Linked DNA regions of Mus musculus: all the other regions are linked to region 2. A link is a contact called in public Hi-C, HiChIP or PLAC-seq and Micro-C data. All regions are on one chromosome and are shown on one strand. The core of a region is the stretch at or near the end of the contact, and the rest is flanking DNA. Distances in the headings are between cores, read along the strand shown.

The links. A called contact is a pair of places that touch in the nucleus more often than the background predicts. HiChIP or PLAC-seq counts read pairs in DNA pulled down with a chosen protein or histone mark.
Region 1: a contact with region 2 is called in a Hi-C map of bone marrow-derived macrophages, with 14 read pairs. The contact joins two enhancer-like sites. A contact is called at or near these places in 1 of 484 Hi-C or Micro-C datasets (bone marrow-derived macrophages) and 6 of 115 datasets of contacts at active chromatin or transcription factors (embryonic basal ganglia, embryonic forebrain, embryonic hindbrain and 3 more).
Region 3: an H3K4me3 HiChIP or PLAC-seq map of bone marrow-derived macrophages shows a contact between it and region 2, with 6 times the contacts expected there. The contact joins the promoter of Tnfsf8 here to the enhancer-like site in region 2. A contact is called at or near these places in 10 of 39 promoter capture datasets (the 3T3-L1 cell line, the C10 cell line, cranial neural crest and 6 more), 2 of 484 Hi-C or Micro-C datasets (bone marrow-derived macrophages and double positive thymocytes), 3 of 115 datasets of contacts at active chromatin or transcription factors (bone marrow-derived macrophages, embryonic stem cells and memory CD8 T cells) and 2 of 9 other capture datasets (embryonic stem cells and liver).
Region 4: a Hi-C map of bone marrow-derived macrophages shows a contact between it and region 2, with 18 read pairs. The contact joins two enhancer-like sites. A contact is called at or near these places in 25 of 484 Hi-C or Micro-C datasets (B cells, the CH12 cell line, the HPC-7 cell line and 18 more), 1 of 115 datasets of contacts at active chromatin or transcription factors (embryonic stem cells) and 1 of 9 other capture datasets (embryonic stem cells).
Region 5: a Micro-C map of embryonic stem cells shows a contact between it and region 2, with 1.7 times the contacts expected there. The contact joins the promoter of Tnfsf15 here to the enhancer-like site in region 2. A contact is called at or near these places in 6 of 39 promoter capture datasets (the 3T3-L1 cell line, the C10 cell line, the HPC-7 cell line and 3 more), 6 of 484 Hi-C or Micro-C datasets (B cells, embryonic fibroblasts, embryonic stem cells and 2 more), 2 of 115 datasets of contacts at active chromatin or transcription factors (bone marrow-derived dendritic cells and embryonic stem cells) and 4 of 9 other capture datasets (embryonic stem cells, liver, macrophages and 1 more).
Region 6: a contact with region 2 is called in an H3K27ac HiChIP or PLAC-seq map of bone marrow-derived dendritic cells, with 5 times the contacts expected there. The contact joins two enhancer-like sites. A contact is called at or near these places in 3 of 15 datasets of contacts at CTCF or cohesin (the NIH/3T3 cell line, large pre-B cells and pro-B cells), 105 of 484 Hi-C or Micro-C datasets (B cells, the C2C12 cell line, the CH12 cell line and 59 more), 11 of 115 datasets of contacts at active chromatin or transcription factors (astrocytes, bone marrow-derived dendritic cells, embryonic forebrain and 5 more) and 1 of 9 other capture datasets (embryonic stem cells).

The regions. Positions count from the first base shown.
Region 1 is chr4:63,908,506-63,911,401 of GRCm38.p6, forward strand. No RefSeq gene overlaps it. Among named protein-coding and RNA genes, the nearest start is that of Tnfsf8, 49 kb to the left of the region's middle. Within about 2 kb of position 1,571, at least 6 of the 459 cell types and tissues checked have an H3K27ac peak or open chromatin away from gene starts, as enhancers often do. A contact at or near this core is called in bone marrow-derived macrophages, where this site is marked.
Region 2 is chr4:63,422,672-63,425,829 of GRCm38.p6, forward strand. The region is part of intron 7 of Whrn (whirlin); the gene reads right to left. Among named protein-coding and RNA genes, the nearest start is that of Akna, 21 kb to the left of the region's middle. Within about 2 kb of position 1,625, at least 21 of the 459 cell types and tissues checked have an H3K27ac peak or open chromatin away from gene starts, as enhancers often do. A contact at or near this core is called in bone marrow-derived dendritic cells, bone marrow-derived macrophages, embryonic stem cells and 2 more, where this site is marked.
Region 3 is chr4:63,859,709-63,862,651 of GRCm38.p6, forward strand. Tnfsf8 (tumor necrosis factor (ligand) superfamily, member 8) reads right to left here and starts at 1,576. Exons shown (of 4, transcript NM_009403.3): 1 at 1,142-1,576. The coding sequence starts at 1,351.
Region 4 is chr4:63,821,945-63,824,875 of GRCm38.p6, forward strand. No RefSeq gene overlaps it. Among named protein-coding and RNA genes, the nearest start is that of Tnfsf8, 38 kb to the right of the region's middle. Within about 2 kb of position 1,382, at least 21 of the 459 cell types and tissues checked have an H3K27ac peak or open chromatin away from gene starts, as enhancers often do. A contact at or near this core is called in bone marrow-derived macrophages, where this site is marked.
Region 5 is chr4:63,743,548-63,746,482 of GRCm38.p6, forward strand. Tnfsf15 (tumor necrosis factor (ligand) superfamily, member 15) reads right to left here and starts at 1,512. Exons shown (of 4, transcript NM_177371.4): 1 at 1,262-1,512. The coding sequence starts at 1,483. Gm42294 (a long non-coding RNA gene) reads left to right here. Exons shown (of 5, transcript XR_881353.3): 3 at 1,159-1,564.
Region 6 is chr4:63,840,788-63,843,613 of GRCm38.p6, forward strand. All of the region lies in intron 2 of Tnfsf8 (tumor necrosis factor (ligand) superfamily, member 8), which reads right to left. Among named protein-coding and RNA genes, the nearest start is that of Tnfsf8, 19 kb to the right of the region's middle. Within about 2 kb of position 1,309, at least 23 of the 459 cell types and tissues checked have an H3K27ac peak or open chromatin away from gene starts, as enhancers often do. A contact at or near this core is called in bone marrow-derived dendritic cells and regulatory T cells, where this site is marked.

The DNA.
Region 1 (2,896 bases), core at 321-2,820, 490 kb after region 2:
ATACTGTCAGATTAGCCACCAAGTCTAGTAGAAATTCTAGCTTATAATGAGGAGAATCTGGAGGGCACAGAATGAGACATGAGTGAAAACTGAGACTTCAAGAGAACCTCCGGTATGGTAAGGGCAGTTCTTCCATCCCAGCATTCTGAAAGAGTGCACCCACATACTTTATATTTAAATGCTGTCCACTGTCTTTTCATGACTAAGAATAGTAATTCCTCAAAATTTTAGAAAATTGTCACACTTTCTCTCAGTGTCAGAGTGCACCCATTGCCAATGGCTAAAATAAGAATCTGAAAGCCTGGTCACTCATGCAATATATTTAAACCTCTCTGAAACATTAGCCCAGGGTTAGAGCCCAATTGGGTATGGGTGAGCATGCAAAGTAGCCCAATCTCTTCTGTTGCTCAGGCTTGAGTCCCTCCTCTCTGGAAATACTCATATTCGGATCTCCCCCAGAACATGTTTTTCATGCTAATTTCTCTGTCCCAGAATTTTTTCAGCAGTGAAGCAAATCTTACCAACTTTTAAGATCAGTCCCTGGCTATTCTAATTTGATGTGAGTCCATTGCAGATGCTTATGGTGGAACAAACTCTGGAAGGTTACATCTTCTAGAGGCTTGGCAGTTTCTTCATAGGCAATCACTTTCAATACAAATTTGCTAAGTACATCAAGCATGTCTGGAATTCCAGCAGGAAGATACCAAGTTCAAAGTCAACATTTGATATATAAACATATTCCATTTTCAAAGGAAAATAAAACAAACAAATCAAGAGGGAAGAAAAAAAAAGATCCAAGGGATAAACAATGAATGACGTTCAAATGAATATATTCTACGCATTGTTAGGTACATGTTGTAAAATAATGTGACTAATACTTTTACGAAAATGCACTGTGAGAAATACACCTAATTATTATAGCATGTAGAAAAGAACGAAGTAGAACTATTAGAACATAAAATGCAGCAGAAGACTGGATGTAACAAAAGAGGGGACAGATGATGTAGGTTAGGGCATAGCAAAAATGATCAGGACATTAATGCAAACAGCTAAAAATGTGGAAAATGCTACAAAGTATAAACATGATGAGAAGCTCTGGTGTATGTGATGTTGGAGGGACAGAAAAGAATAGGTCAGAACCAGCATTTAAAGAGATGATGGCCAAGAATTTTCCATAACTGGGGAAAGAAATTCATTTGTAGATTTAAGAAGCTTAAAGAGATGCTCAGGTCTTTAGAGCACTTGCTGTACTTTTCAGCAGAGTACAGTTCACAACTGGTGTCTCAGAGCCCCTTTGACTGTAGGGCTAGGAGATCTGATGCCCTCTTCTGGCTTCTGTGGGTAGCTGCATGCATATGTGCACACACACACACACACACACACACACACACACACACACACACACACACAGAGAGAGAGAGAGAGAGAGAGAGAGAGAGAGAGAGAGAGAGAGAGAGAGAGAGAATTTAAAAATAAAATATATGTTTTGAAAACGGAAACATTGTAAGACTCTAGCCAGGGAAGTGAAGCAGTGCCACCATCAGAGAAGCTTCCTCCTTCAGAAAATAGGAACAAAGACTGAGGCCTACAAACAGACAGCATGCAGAGAGTGAGAGACCTTGGAACACTCGATCCTAAAAAAGATGTCTATATCAAAGTAGGAACCGGGAACCCCATGGAAGAAGAAGCAGAAAGACTATAGGAGCCAGAGAGGAGAGGAAACCAAGAAACAAGACCTTCTACATAAACTGTGCACAGCTCTTGTGAACTCACAGAGATGGAGGCAGCATGCACAGGGCCTACACAGATAGTCACCAGGTCCTCTGCATATATACTATAGTTTCCAGTTTACTGTTTTTATGACATTTCTGAGTGTGCAAATGAGTGAGTCTCTGATTCTTGTGCCTTTTGGGGGATCTTTTCCTTCTGTTTGTTTGTCCAATTCAAATATGTTAGTTTTTCTTTTATCTTATTAGATTTTAATTTTTTATTATTTAGGGGGAGAGGAAAATACTGTGAGATTCATCAAAATAAATGTAAAAGAAAATCTTATGACTGAATAGTATATAAAATGCTGAAAGAAGCAGAGAAATATCCTGTAATATGATATAAAAATTTCTTGCATGTCTCATTGTAGAAGACTATTTTACATGATTCACTTACATGACACACTTTCATTAGCAAATGTAATATGGGACAAAATATATTTTGGCTTAGGTTCTTTGCTAAAGATTGAGGAAGTCTTATTATAAATAATCTTCTCACATCTTAATTTCTTGGCTGGCTTCTTTTCCAGTAGAGTTTTTAATTTTATGATTTGAAAAAAATTGGTGCTATAAGTAGGAAAATGTTATTACTTGTGTTTGAAGTATTGATGTAACATCGACCTACTTTTTAAAACCTGTAATGGTGGAACTTTTAAAGGTCTTAACCACTGTGAGATTTATTTCCTTAAAACTAGACTTTAGCTTTCACAAATCACTCTAATTTGATTCAATAAAACTCTGTATGTTTTAGTAACCAGAAAAGGTGGAGCCATGATGCTGTATTCCTCTTCTCTTTTGACCATCCACATCTCTTCAGATACAACATGTTTTCTTTTGTTTCTGTGTTTTAAAACGATGCTATGATTCTTGTTTGGTGTGTGTGTGTGTGTGTGTGTGTGTGTGTGTGTATGTGTGTGTGTGTTTCTGTACATTGCATACCTGGAAGCCAGAGAACAACTTTCAGGACTAGGCTCTCCTACGTAGACCCTGAAGGCTAAACAAACACCTTAGCCTCCAAGTCATCTTGGACATCTTCATATTTTCTTCCAAAGACTTCTTTCTGTTCAAAGTGTGATATGAACTGTAGTTCACAATAGCCTGCTTAATACTTTGTGAAAGAAGAGGTCAGA
Region 2 (3,158 bases), core at 375-2,874:
GAGGACAGAAGTGGAATGTATTGGAGGCAGCTGGTCAGAGCACAGTGCAGGCTCCATCTGCCAGATCCAGACATTCTGGAGCCCCAAGTCATGTTCCTTATACATCTGAAATAGCCAGGCCAAGAACTAGGGCAGTGCCAGCAGAACTCCAAGAGCAGGCTTCCAGGTCTGAGGCCACAGTGCATAGCTGCACGTCCTGGATATTGCATCCCAGCCCCAGCTGCCTGCTGCTTTCCCTAAGCCCCGAAAGGGCTGACACATGATGAACCCCCTTCTGCTCTACAGCCTAGCCTGAGGCTCAGAGAGGGTAGGTCACTTGTGCAAGGTCACTCTTCAGGGTTGGGTGACCCACTCAAGACAAGAGGTCTTTAAGACCCTATCCCTGTCCTCTACTCCACCCGCCTCATAACTGTGGGGGTGCAGAGCCGTCCCTCTCTTATATTTGAGATGGTCCAAAAAGGGTCCTGAATCTCATACTTGGAGTAATGGACGAGGGGAAGGGGGAGAGGAAAATGAACGACCAGGAACATTCTTTGCCCTGTCTCCCACTCAGGTACCGTGGGGCAGGGGAGGTAATGTCTGGTTTGGATATTATCAAAGGCCAGGTGCAGCTCAGGTGCCCAGAGCCACCTCAGCAAAATAAGGTTCCTCCCCACAGCACTCTGCCCTCCCCAAGCCATTCCAGGTTCTGCCTCCTGCTCCTTGCTTACATAAAGGTGCTATTTTCAGCTTTGTTCTCTCAGCTTTGTTACTCCCAAGTCAGGCCACTCCCTCCCCCTCCCCCATCACAAAATGCACCTAAGGTTTGAGCTGGATGGCCCATTTCCCATTCTGTCTGTATATGGGGAAACCGAGGCACTGAGTTACACAAGCTTCCAGAAGGCCACTGGTGTGTGTGTGTGTGTGTGTGTGTGTGTGTGTGTGTGTGTGTAGGCATTAGAGTTCTGCATGACAGAAGGAGAAAGGGGAAGAGAAGAGACCTTGTAGGGGAGAAGTATGAATAAGATGGGAAGAGGTTCTAAACAAGAGACAGTGGTGGGGAAGGCAGACAGCTCAGCAAAGGGAAAACCAGAGGCACAGAGAGAAGAAAAGCAAGACTGTTGCATGAGCAGGGTTGGTTTGAAAAGAGCTTGTCACCTCAGGAGAGGGGGAGAATGGTGGGGTAAGTGTTGAGAGACAGAAGACCTGGCACTGCTTGGGGCAGTGATTTCTTCAATCAAAGCTGGCAACTGGCACCTACTGTGACTGACTATTCACGAGCCATCTAGACCAGGAGAGCAAAGGGTTCTCTTGGAAGGACGGGCACAGTCACCTCTCATCAGGGCAGGACGCAGAGGCGGAGTCACATTACAACCCAGCAGGGATGCTGCTAACCAGACCGGGCTTCCTTCTGCTGAGAGGACACCTGTCCCCCAGTCTCCCTCCCTTGTCCTGAGGAAAAGGATGTCACAGAGTGGAGAGAAAGCATGACCTACAATGGCCAGGTCAGGAGGAGCCCTTAAGATAAGGGAAACTGGGGCTCTGGAGAGGGAACACTGGGGCAGAGAGCCTGGCTTAGAGCCTCCTTCTACCAGGAGTGAAGGCAGCTACCGTCACCCAGGGAAGTCCCAGATCTTTCCTGTCACATGGGTCCTGACCCTGGCCTCCACTTCCTTACCAGGAGAAAACAGCCCAGTTGCCATTGTGCTCCCACAGTTTGAAACTCATCTGCCTCTGTATGAACTTCCTAATCAGTTAAAGCAGCTATCCTGAGAAGGGAGTCGAGACTCCACCAACCTCCAAAGGGCCCAGACAGTCAAGCACACTGCCCAGTTTCCCCATTTGTCAACTACAAAGCACTTTCTTGGGACTCCAGAGCTGAGCTACATTCAGAGAGGAGCTGAGCTCATGGGTTTGGCTGCTGCTGCTGCTGGAAACAGCTCCTAGCGCCCCAAGTTCTCACACAGGCAGGCAAGTGTTCTGTAAATCCTTGGACGGATAGAATACCAAGGGAAAGAAGGAACCCATTAAGGTGAGGTGACATAAGGAAATCCCTTGGGGGGGGGGGTTGCTAAGGCAGGAGACCTGCTAGATGAAGTGATGTTCTCTGTGGAGGACACACCCTGGAATTGTGGTGGAATAGGCAGCTTCCTGGCTTGGGGTGCTGTTACAAGTTTAAATATGAAATGCCTCCCACAGCCCCATGAGGACTCTGATCACTGGACTCACTCCTTGTCGTATTCAAAATAACATGGCATAATTGGGACATGGTGAAGAGAAGAAGCAGGGTCTGCTGGAGGGAGTCGTGTCACTGGGGGTGTGTCCTTAGGGAGTTATGTCACTGGGGGTGTGGCCTTGGAGCTGTATCTTGTCCTAGCTTCTCCCTGTAGTCCCTTCTGATTCCTGCCCCCCTTCCCCACAAGGTAAACAGTTTCCACTTAACATGGCCTGGCCACTATGATGATCTGCCCACGGGCATGAGGTTGGACAACAGTGGGATGACCCCACTAGACCCACGAGCTAAAATAAGTCTCTTCTCCTTAAGTTACGCCAGGTAGTTTGTCACAGCACAAAAGGACAAGCTAACCTGGCATGGTGTGTCAGCTCACTGAGACCTACAGTGCCCACGTCTCTGGCCCTCCACACACACAGGTGCCTCTTGCCCCACACCCTATCATCCCCAACAGCACTCTTTCCGTGACCTTCAGCTGAAGTCAAAGTTCCTAAACTGCTTGCCTCATTTAGTGTCTGACCTGATGCCAAACTCCAGCTCTTAGCCTGACCATCTCTCTGCGATGCCTGGGTTTTCGAGCCTAGATCCACCCTCTCATAACTTCAGGCGGTGAATAGATTATTTGCATAGGTGCTACAGAGAGAACCTGTACAGAGAGGGCCTGGCACGTGCTAGCAATACTGAGCTACAGTCTCGGGACTTATATAGGTTTTTGTTTTTTTTTTAAATCAAAATCTTCCTCCATTGTGCTTGTGAGCTCCAGGTGGGAGAGCCTACACTGCATGCACGGCAAGGACAGGCTGAACAAACGAGTGAACGAACGGGGTTCCTTCTGAAGGAGTCTTTAAACCCAGCAGGTCATTCCTGAGTAGAGGGAGCCAGCCCTGCTTCCTTGAGCCCTGTCTCTGAATGAGGAGCAGCTGTCACTCAATCCTGAGGGATTTGA
Region 3 (2,943 bases), core at 326-2,825, 440 kb after region 2:
GGCCCTAGCTTTCAGCAACTAGTATGCTGCAGAGTCTGTGGTCCAAGGCAACTTGGAAGAATTATAAATTAGGTGAGTTCACACTTGGGCAGGGTGTTGCACCAGTGGTATTCATACAGTATCCAAATCACCATGCCTGGATCTCACCCCAAGCCTGTGAGTCATGTGAGCTGACCACGCAGTCCTTTCCAGACAGTGTGTAAGAGTTCTCTCTCAAGGATACTTTTCTAAGCTACGGTTTGACTTTCTCCCCCTACCCCCATTTCAAACAAACGAAATTTCCCAAGATGGTGTGGCCCTGCACATTATGTGTGCATCTCAGAGGGTACAGGTGACAAAAACACTGCTACTTTTCAACACCCTGAACTCTTCAAAGCCAGTGGCTTGTGAGGAAGCTTTCGATTTCTTTTGTGGGTTTTAACATTGAAATAGCAGAGCTCTGGGAAGACTTGGCCTCTCTCTCTCTCTCTCTCTCTCTCTCTCTCTCTCTCTCTCTCTCTCTCCCTCTCCCTCTCTCTCTCCCTCTCTCTCTCTCTCTCTCTCTCTCTCTCTCTCTCTCAAATATCACAGTCTTTAAAAAGTAGCTCCTCACTAAAAACAAGCAAGCAAGCAAGAAAACAACCACAACAAACAAACAAACAATAGCAACAACAGACTCTCGGCAAAAGAGAGGCCTCAGAAGTCCTGGGAGCACGGATTGAGGACATAACCTTAGAATTAGGATGAGCGCCTTACAGAGGTGATACCCACATGCGCACTCGCCATCAGGGCTCCCTATGCTTCCTCCCTCCATACTGTGAGGCTGTGACCCATCTGGGCTTCAATCTTAACTTCTCAAGGTCAGCAGCTCTTCTGTTGGCTCCAGTACATCTGGAAATTTTTGAGCTCATGTCCAGTTCTATTTCTTTTAAAAAATTCCCACTGAGTGCAGAAAGTTCATTTCTAGTTTTTCCCCTTTTCTCTGATATAATCTCTCTCTATATATGCATAGTTTTACTTATTTTCACTTTTTAAATTTTTTTTTTTTTTTTTTTTTTTTTTTGCTCCTAGTTAAACTATTCATTAGCTTCCCAGAGCTGTTCCTCTAGAGGACACACATTATAAATGAGGAAAGAAAAGCAGAAAAAAGATGTTTACTCACCTTTTTCTGGACTACCAGTACCAGAATGATCGCCACTGCCACAACAAGGCACACCAGTGCGGTGGTGCTGAGGTAGAAGTAGCTGCGACTTGTGCTTCTCCAGGGCCTCGTGCTTCTCCAGGGGCTGGCTACCGAGCCGGGCTGCACCTGCATGGCTGGGTCAGGGGAAGGAGCCCCACAGCTGCCTGCTTGTTGCAGCCCTGGCTCCATGCTTTATATAGTCTGTCCCACATCACACCTTATCTCTCCTCATCTGATTCGGTTCTGTACCCAGCTCTGTTCCAAGAAGGATTTTCCCCTGCATCCTGGATCATGTGACTTGGAAAAAAGCCTTCACCAGTTGCCGGATGGAGAAACTCTTCTCTGGGGGCGTGAGGCGAAGGGTGGCTGCAAGGGTGGGGGAGAGGTTCATTTTTCATCGCCTGGGATTAATCTGAGTGCAGAGAAATTGTAGCGAGATAGACGATGGTTGATGTCAGCGGGTGGTAGGAAGGAGACAGTTCCGCGTGAGTGTACACCAACCACTTCTGTTTCCTTTAGGCTCAGCCACAGAACGCCTTGCCGCGGGGACCCTGCACACTGCATGATCCATGCTGGTGGCCCAGGAAGCTTCCAGATTAGTCTCTTTGCTGGGTCCCTGGAGATGGCAGTCCTTTGTCAGCAGCACAATGACTGTTGGGGTTGTCCAACAATTACAGCATGCTCTAAACTGGAAACATACCCATTTCTGGGAAAGAAGAGCCCACTGTTTGGGCATTTACCTACCTGGAGACAAGGTTGTGGCAGTAGGATATTTGAGGATAGTTTCAAAGACATGGTGAGAGAAGAGGAATTTGGAAATAATTTGCTGTTGAACCAAAGCTCCTCTATCTCTTGCAGGGTGCTCTCCAGGGCTGTTAAATTTGCCGATGAAACTGGCTTGCCCTAAAGTTCATACTAGGGGAAGAAATTAGTGAGGGGGTCAGGAAGGGGAGGCTCAGTGCTGTGGAACGAGTGTGTGAAGTGTCTGTGGGTTGTATGGGGGTGCAAATAGTGTTCCAGGTGTTTGTGATGAGTTTGTGGACAGAGGTTACTAGAATTGAACATTCTGGCTCAGGTACAGTCTTGGGAACTTGGCTTAGAGGCTGACTTCACACTCGTCACCAGCCTCAGAGGCAAGTAGTATTTCTTCTTCACAGCATAGAGAACTGAGACCCAGCATAAAAGCATTCTTAATCAAATCTACCAGTGTTAATCTAATGGTAAAACTTGGTGGTATATGCAAACCAGCCTGGCTCCAAAAGCCTGCCGGACCCTTTCCTTACAGGCTGAAAACCTCAGGTTGCATCTTAGCCTTTCCTCTTCTCAGCATTGCTCCTTGAATAAGTCAACGCAGCCCCTGCTTTCACCCCAGTCTGCTTTGCAGTCATGGGGAAGATCAAACAGGATGATGTAAGAGGGCTTCCTGAATGGGAATGGACTTGGCAGCTGTTGTTGAACAATTCCTGTTAAACAGCCCAAGTTGCCCTCTGGGCCATGTCTGGAATTTCATATAATAAATAGATTTCTGGGACACAGAGCTGGATCGTATCTGTTGCTATGAATGACCTTTCTTTCAGAATATTCTCTAAAAGCTTCAGAGCTGCCTCCAGATGTGGCCTTCTGAAACCTCACTTGCTATTTCCCTTGAGGTAGACAGCACCTTCTCTTTTGACTATACACTACCTCTGCAGGTCACAGGACATGTCAGAAGCCCCAAAGAAATGCCGGATCCAAAGCCCAGCTCAGATTATTTAGCTTTCTGGATCTGTGTAGATCTCTCT
Region 4 (2,931 bases), core at 132-2,631, 400 kb after region 2:
TTTCCCAGTCACAGGGATGAGCTTTGGTACATGTTTAAGCACATCCTCTTGTCTAAGGTAATTTAGAGATCTCAGTAGTGCAATCTAAAACATAGCTATAAAGGATTTTTCATATTCATGTGGGCTTCATTAGATACCCCTTACTAGTGTAATTGGAAAAATTAGTTTCATTTTCCTCCAAGTCATTATCTGTTTTCAGCTTCCTTGAGTAAGTAGCTACCTGAAAACCAAAATAAAGACTCCATGGACCAAAAAAAAAAAAAAAAAAAAAAAAAAAAAAAAAAAAGAAAGAAAGAAAAAAAAAGCAATAATTTTCTTAAAGCATTGCCTTCGTTATAACTTCTTTGGAGAGACTTTTATTAAAATCTATTATTTAAAAAAAACTTTATGAGATGAAGTATGTTCATGTGGCTCAATGAGCCTTCAAACTCTCCTTCTGCCTCGCTCTTCCCCCTCCACCCAATGTGCTATTCTAGCACTTCTTTCTCTCCCTTTCTTTCCCCACCCTCTTCCTTTCCTTCCTTGCTTCTCTCTCTCACACTTTCCCTCTCTCCTTCCTTGCCTCTTACTCTTTCAATTCCTTCATATTTTTAGAGTGAATATAACCAAGTCCATAGAAGGTCTAAAAATTTCCCCCAACACTAACAGACACAATTGTGAAAAACTCTGATACAGTCCTTATCACAGCAGGCAGTCTTGAGGGCTGCAGGGAGTAGTGATAGGATACACTTCTCTCTGTGGGCAAATTTTTAATGTGTGTGAGTGTGCACTGCGCATATATCTGAACATACAAGGCACCAGCAATACCAGCCAGGGCTGCAGCATGCTTTCTTTAAAGGGTCAACTGTCAGCTTTGCAGGCATGCGGGAGCTCTTGCATTCTGGGATAGCCACTTCCCTCACCACAACTGCCCCAAATCAGGCATGGATTCTGAATGATGAAGGATAAAGTTGTGCTCCTTCAACACTTTATGGTCAGCCATTTGGCAGAGGCTGCCTCTTGCTGACTCCCGAATACAGTGTAGTACTGAGTACAATAAAAATCAATGCCAGGGTCTCCCAGTCTTTATCAATGGACAGTGTTGCTTAGTTCTCTCATCTGTCATTTGAAATAATGGTCTTGTAAACCCAAAAGTGCTACGCAGGCATCTTAGATGGCATTTGCTCCATCTTCCATTTACTGAAGAAATATACATCAGACACCCACTGTGTGCCAAGAGCTTTCCTGGGATCACAATGATGGTAGATGCAGATGAATCACATACAATTTGGAAAAAGTACTAATACCGGAGTGCTGGATGATTGTGAGGTTGGGCTCACAGCACAAGATGACAGCCTGGAGGTGGGGGTGGGGTTTTACCCAAGATACAGGCGCTCATGAAGGGAAGTGGTTTGTCCTGGGCAGGAAATGAGTACACACGTTGGGATGGGGGTGGCCAAACTTCTTCCCCTGTCTGGAACCCAGAAAAGTTGTGCCAAGACTCCGAATTACAGAAAGAGCTGTATGATTCTGTATGGGGGTGTGAGCTATTTCCTGGCCATACTGGGTTTGACTTAGGGTGAATGGTATTATTGAATTCATACTTTTCCACTCCCAAGTGTCAGTGGCAAAGAGAACAGGTACCCCATTTGTGGAGAAACCAGAATCAAGACTCAAGGTTCTGCAGAGGCTTAAATGAGCAAGTCCTTTTCTGTAGCCCAGAATAGAGTGTGAATGGGAGGAGGATCAGGCCAGAATAACTAGAAGGAGGGATGGTTTTACTTTGTACACACGGGAGGGAATGCATTCTGCATTTGGATATTGTTCTCAGAGAACAAGGTCAGACACATAGGGTGCAGAGAGTGAATGACTCTGGTGGTGAGACCATTAAGTCTCATGGTCTAACTTAGCCTGATAGTGGCTCCTGAGAAATAAGATCTGATATGGAATTTTGTGAAAAAGGTCAAGTTAACTAAGCTGAAAGGGTAGAGGTGGGGCAAAATCCTTATGGATGACGCTTGCACAAAGGCAAGTGGCCTCCTGGCTGCTCACCACTCTCTGACGATAGATGAGACTCGGGAGCCAGATGGTGAATGTTTACAACTGGTTCTTCAGCTAAGAAGCTGCTTACTCTTGGACAAGCTTTTGCATTTCTTTGAACCTCTGTTTCTCCAATAATCTCATGTGATTATTGGGAGCATGAAATGGCCTACAGTGTCTGGAAGGTTTAGCGTACTGCCTGGATTCAATAAGCGTCAGCAATCGTGCTTACGTGCTATAGAATGGATTAAGTCAATACATCATGAATGACATCAGAGGAACCTGGAAAGATCACAGTTGAGCTCTGTGTCTTTGTGAACATGCATCAGCAGCAGGAACAGAGTTTCCTTCAGCATTTGGCTGTTGGTTTCTTAGCTGCAACTGTCTATCCTGGGATGGGATGGGCATTTTTTTTTTCCTGTTTACTCCAGAGCTTCTGCTGACTCTATGTGGACAGCTAGTAAAAGGAAACCAGAGAGTCAGAAAAGGGCAGAGTCAGAAGGTCACCACAGTTATGTCATCTGTGGTCTAAGCCATGAGAATGGAATAGTGAATTACTTAGGCTGGGTTCTCTTGGAGGAGGACTGACCTTCAGCTTCGTGTGCCCCGAGATACATTCGTCAATAACTCAAGCTGGTCATTCCCTCATTCTACTGATGGTGCAATTCTATTTCCAAGTTCTGTTTGTGCCAGACACCTTGGTTCGTGCTGCTTCAGAGATGAATTTCTGCTTCATTTCTATGTGGACAAGGGGCTTATCTGCAGCGGCGGGTCTGGGGCTGCCTCAGCGTAGACTTAAGGAGAGGGTCCTTGGTGTTCTGCCTCTGTGGAAGCCTGACCCTAAGGAGTTCTCCATTTTGTAGGGATTGTAGATATACTCACCCTTTGAGTGTTTGCTTCATGGAGGTCTTT
Region 5 (2,935 bases), core at 262-2,761, 320 kb after region 2:
TCCAACTGTATGTCAGGAATCCCTCCAGAGTCCAAGGAGGCACAGATTGCTGGAGGCCACTTAATAATACAGTGTTCAACAACAGCTCTCTCCGTATGAGTTGAGTATTCCCTGAAGTGCCTCAGTCTGGTGTGTGTGTGTGTGTGTGTGTGTGTGTGTGTGTGTGTGTGTGTGTGTATGTGTGTGTGTGTGCTTTTCTGGGGTCATAGCCTGACCTCCCATTTTCTAATACCCTACAGGTCCCTTCTAACATAAGCAGCCTTCCTAGTCTATCTGCACATGTCTACACTGTATAAACCATGACACGTGGCTGCCTGAATCACAGTTTGTTGACCCTGATGGAGTGGCAGGAGTTACACATTAGCCACAGAGTGGAAATTGCCCAGGATTGACTAGAGACCAGGTTTCTAATTAGGCTGCCTATTTTTGCTTTTAGTCCTTAATCTTTGGGACTAAAGTAGAATCAGTCACTACAGACTATGTCAGATATTTCCCCCTGAGGAATATTCTTTAAATAACACACATTGACCTTTCAGATCCTTCCTGGGTGTCCTCAGCCTTGGCTTTGTCACCGCTTGGATATTTGCCCCCCTCATTCTCTGAGTGCCACCCCTATACCCCTGTGGTGGCTAACCTTCTTTCTAGTCCCAGCAAAATCTCAGGGTCAGTATGTTCTTAATTGAGCACTGAAAAATATTTCTAAATCCAAGAAGAGGAGCTGGTTAAGTAAATTTTATCACACACGTATAAGAACATAATATAGTCATCCATACATCATACTGCCGTGGGGTCATTGCCATAGAAACAATTTCATACTATGTAGAAATCTCAGAATCATCCTCCAATATAAATAGAAAGGCATTATATATTTTAGTTCACTAATAGTTTACACCTCTATGTTTTTTCCCCTCAATAATCATGCATTATGTAATTAAATTTAAGAGCTTTTTGTTTAAGGAAAAAGGAATGTTTTCCAAAGTATTGCCGCACTGTAATTATAATGATCTAAAAACAAAAACAAAAAAAGAGTATATGGAGTGTGAAGTTATTCTTGCACAAACATGAGATGAAACAATTCAATTCCCTGGAAGTGCAAAGTTAAGAACCAGATGGGACCTTTCCACCTCTCACCCCCCGGTCTGTATTTGCTTTGTACAGGGGAGCCACCAGCGCTATCCATGAATGGCTCTGTCCCAAACTGGAATACACAGCTGCCTGCAGAGAGACCACTGATTGTCTAAGCAGGAGCAAGTTTACTTACCCGAAGCATACAGTCTTTTCCGGGGACCCGGAGCTGGCCAGCCATTAGGAGGGTGCTAAGTCCTGCGAGGATGGGAAATGACAACAGGCAGCAGGTGAGAGCCAGGCAGGCTTTGCTCCTGGCAGCTAGCCCGGCCCTGGCCTCTGGCCTGTGTCTACAGCCTTCCGGCAGCACTTCCACTGGGACTCCTTCTCCGAAGCCCAACCCCAGCTCCTCTGCCATCCTTCTGCTGTCTTGGAGAGACTTCTGATCCCTTCTGACCAGAGAGCCCCCCATTAAATAAGAGAGCAGCTGTCACACTGAGTGAGTTAATGACTGTCCTCTCCTCCCTTTTTTACTCTCCCCTCCCTCTGACAGCCCTCTGCAGCCTGCCCTGCCCGGCTAGGGAATGCGCCGCCTACAACAGAAACCAAGTTTGGTTTAAGAAAAAAAAAAAAAAAAAGAAGAAGAAGAAGGAGAAGGAGAAAGCTTTCCCAAGCATATTTATGTACAGTATGCTCATGTGCTCTTTCCTTCATTTACAGAAGGAAGTCAGGAAAGTCCCTGGAGGAGGAGATCAAGAATACATTAAGTCAATGGGTGGGGCAAATTAAAATGTACCTGCTCCTGCCCTGGACTGCAGCCAGCCGAGCTGGTCTGGGAAGTGTGTTCCTTCTGGAAGTGAAAGTGAGGGACTAGGAGGTGTGTGGCTTGCAACAGGAAATGGAAATCACGTTCACATCAGCCCCTTGCCAAGCGCCACAAACCGTCTTATCTCCCTGTCATTCTATAGATGGAAGTACTGACAGTCAGAAAGGTACCCGCCCTACGTCATTCTGGATGGAAGAGAGCAGAGCCAGGAAGATGTCCATTTTAAGTTACAATTAGACATGGGCATAGCCTGTGAAACATAAGGTTATTTATGTTCCAGCAGAGAGTATCTGGTTGTGATTGTAGTTAGAAGTGACTGTCAGAGAGATAATGACATAGGCTTCTGTACTCCTTTGTCCCAAAGTTAACTTAATGCCAGTGGTTTACCTTGCCTATGTTGGCTGTGGATGGGAGAGGGCATGGCAGCTGATATGTGCTAGCATTCACTAAACACTTGCTTTTTAACCCAATGCTGGGAGGCAAATATCAATTGACTTATTATCGACTTATTTCATCCTGAGACAACTGCTTTTCTTTTTCTCATTCTTTCTTTTTCTATTTTCTCTTTCATTTCCCTTCTTCCTCCCCCACTTCTCCTTCCTCTTCTTCTTCTTCTTCTTTTTTTTTTTTTTAAATACAAGGTCTTACTATGTTGTTTTGGCTGTCCTGAAACTCAATAGGTAGACCAAGTTGACGTCAAACTCACTGAGATCTCTCTGCCTCCATTTGGAGGACTGAATCCCCTTCTGGAAGAGGAGGTGGGGCTTGAATTCAGTCTTGGAGGTGGGGAGGGGTGACACCAGAGAAGCATAGAGGACCCTGTATAAAGGTGGTCTACAGCAATTAGGAATCCATGGCCTGTGAGCTGGCTCAGCAGGCGCAAGTGCTTCTTGCCAAGCCTGATGGTTTGGCTTTAATACTGGAAATCCACATAGAGAGAGAGAGACCTGACACATTGTCCTCTGGCTTCTACATGTACACTGTGGCACATATACATGCAGAATGAAGGAAGAAAAGAAGGAAGGAAGGAAGGAAGGAAGGAAG
Region 6 (2,826 bases), core at 59-2,558, 420 kb after region 2:
TTCCACTCTCTAGATCTTAGCCCATAATTATCATCTAAGCAGTGTTCTTGTGAGGCTTGTTGCTGCCCTGCACATACTCGTGGATGTGTATAACCAGAAATTTGATCCCAAAGTGTAATAGTCTAAGGAAGTGTGACTGTTGTCCAATCTCATCTTTGGGACTGTAGAACATCAACCAAAAGAAACCAGAGAGATGCAAATCGGACTCTCTTTGCTGTGAATCACTTTCTAATTTATGTTCCCTACAGCTCTGATGGGCTTTTGACTCCTCCCAATCTCTCCAGTATCAGCCCATACCCTCCCTCATTTTATTCTGTGTCTTAATAGTAATAAATGTCATCACCACTACCACCATCATAACTAATGTTGACTATTTCTGTAATGTTTTACTGAGCATGCTACAGCCATGATTTCATTTTTACATTTTTTTACAAGCATCCCATAAGAGATTTAATTTTTACAATCATCCCATGAGAGATAGTTTACAGTTATCTCTGTTATTTACATTAGAAACTATAGGTTTTAAAAGTTTAACTGGAGGGTGGGCAAAGATGGAGCAGAGACTGAAGAAATGGCCAAACAATAACGGCCCAACTTGAGACCTATCCCTTGGGTAAACACTAATCTCTGACACTATTACGGATGCCATGTTGTGCTTGCAGACAGGAGTCTAGCATAACTGTCCTCTGAGATGCTCTACCCGGCAGCTGACTGAAACAGATGCAGATGCCGTATGAAGTATGAAGCAGAGGACTGCTTTGTATTGCCTCAGCAGGAGAGGATGTGCATAATTAATCCTGCAGGGACTTGATATTCCAGGGTGGGAGGGGATATATGGGTGAGGAGTGGGGGAGCATCCTCCTAGAGGAGAAGGGGAGGGGAAATGGGAAGAAGGACTCTGTGAGGGAGGAATGGGATGAGGGTGCAGCAGTTGGAATATAAATAAATAAATAGATGAATAAGAAAGGGTTAACTGGCTTGTTCTCAGCCACACATCTAGTTGCTAGTAGGGTGGAGATCAAAACTCAGTCAGTGTGACTCTAATGCCCAAACGGATTTCCCCCCACTCTACACAAGTTTGGAGACGTGCAGCTCCAGTACACAACTACATGGATATGCTTCCACCTGCATACCTCTGGTTCCTGTCAAGTGGAATGCCCTGCCTCTATCAAGCCAGTTGTCCTTTAAAACACATCCTGGCAGAGACTACTGTTTAGTCTCTCCTACTGATCAGCCAAGAAGATGCATTTGCTGAGTGGAGTCAACTAGACCATCTCTCTTATTTCCTTCTGTAGCTCTGGCTGGACCAGTGCTAAGGGCATCAGTGTAGTGAGAAGGAGTGCTTGCTTTTTCCCCTGGCAGGGAGAATATTGGCCTGACTCTCACAGATTCTAAGTTAGGTGGAAAAGTAGGATTCATGCCCTGGATCAAAGCCAGGATGTCACATCAAAAACAGGCTCTATCTCTCTAGTCCTAAGGTCCCTCTGTATCAGGTGGCTTGTGGTGATATCTGCCAGAGCTGAGCATCTACAGATGGTGGCAGAAGTACAAGCCCAGGCTTGTCTCTCACACATGCAGGCGTTTTTTTCTTCTGTTTTTCCCCTTTGGTCTTCATGTGTACAGTGGGGTGACCTCAGCTGTAATTCTGAGAAACCCAATGATGGAAAAAGTCTACCTTATTTTGAAGCATTTGCATTTCCTGAAGTCAAATGGCAGGCATACTGTAGTTTTTCTTCAAGAATTGATTAGATAGTTTCATGCTTAAGACTAAGCACAGGCTTCTCCTTCTAAGAATGCCATTGCTGGAGTTGGTTCAAGGAGGGGCTGGGTATTGAGAGATTGACACTGTTGAGCTGGAAGAAGACCTTGGAGAAGGGTGCCATCTCTGTTACTTCACTTTTGGAGGTGTCAGCAAAAGAAGAGTGAAGGATGCGTGGTGGGGTTCAAACCCCAAGAGTCTTAGTGGCTTCTGAAGGCTTAAAATGCTCTCAGCTGACAACTAACACCACTCTGATCTCCTTTTCCTCACATGGTTTCCGGGGCAGACATATAAGAAGGACACCCAAGTTATAACCCAAGTCACAGAGATGGGAGCTTGAATATTTGGCCAGTCAGTGCTGTTCAAAAAGTGGGCTGGCCGCTTTGAAAGTCACAGGGATCTTGCTAAGACCTAGACAATATTTTGTGGGGTACCAGTCATGCAACTCAAGTCTCATCAGCTTGTGAACCCATGATAAGATAGTCTATTGTGGATATGAAGACTTGTATAGGTGCCCCAGGCAGTAGGAATCTTGCTGTGGCTCCAGAGATTTGTGGACTGAGCATCTAGACTGTATCTCTGCAATCTGTCTCCTCAGTGCCTGAGTCTGGAGGGGTTTATTCTGAGAGAAGAGGCTTAGTTGATGTTTGGATGTTGGGAGTCTGGAATATTCTCTTTCAGATTTTAGCGTTCCTATTTAGATGGGGAACATTGTTGACTGAGATGTAGAAATGCCTTTCTAGATCATTCTAGAGCAGTGAGGGTTAAAGGGAGGAGAGATGAGTCTGTAGCCATTACACACACCCGGGACTGAAGCCTCAGGAGACAGCTGGAGGACGTTGCTGGGAAAGCAGCTTCAGGGTGCCTTCCTGATCCTGAGTCTGGGAGAGTGCCCGGGTCAAGTCACAGGTCAGGGAAATGGGGCTTTCGAGTCAGATGATTTGTGACCTAGTCAACTTCTTCAGAACGACTCCTATAAGGACCGGGCAGATGGTGCTTCTCAGAGAACATGTGGTTCTAGTGAAGGTGTTGGATCCGTCATTTCCTCTCCCAGAACTTCAGCTCCT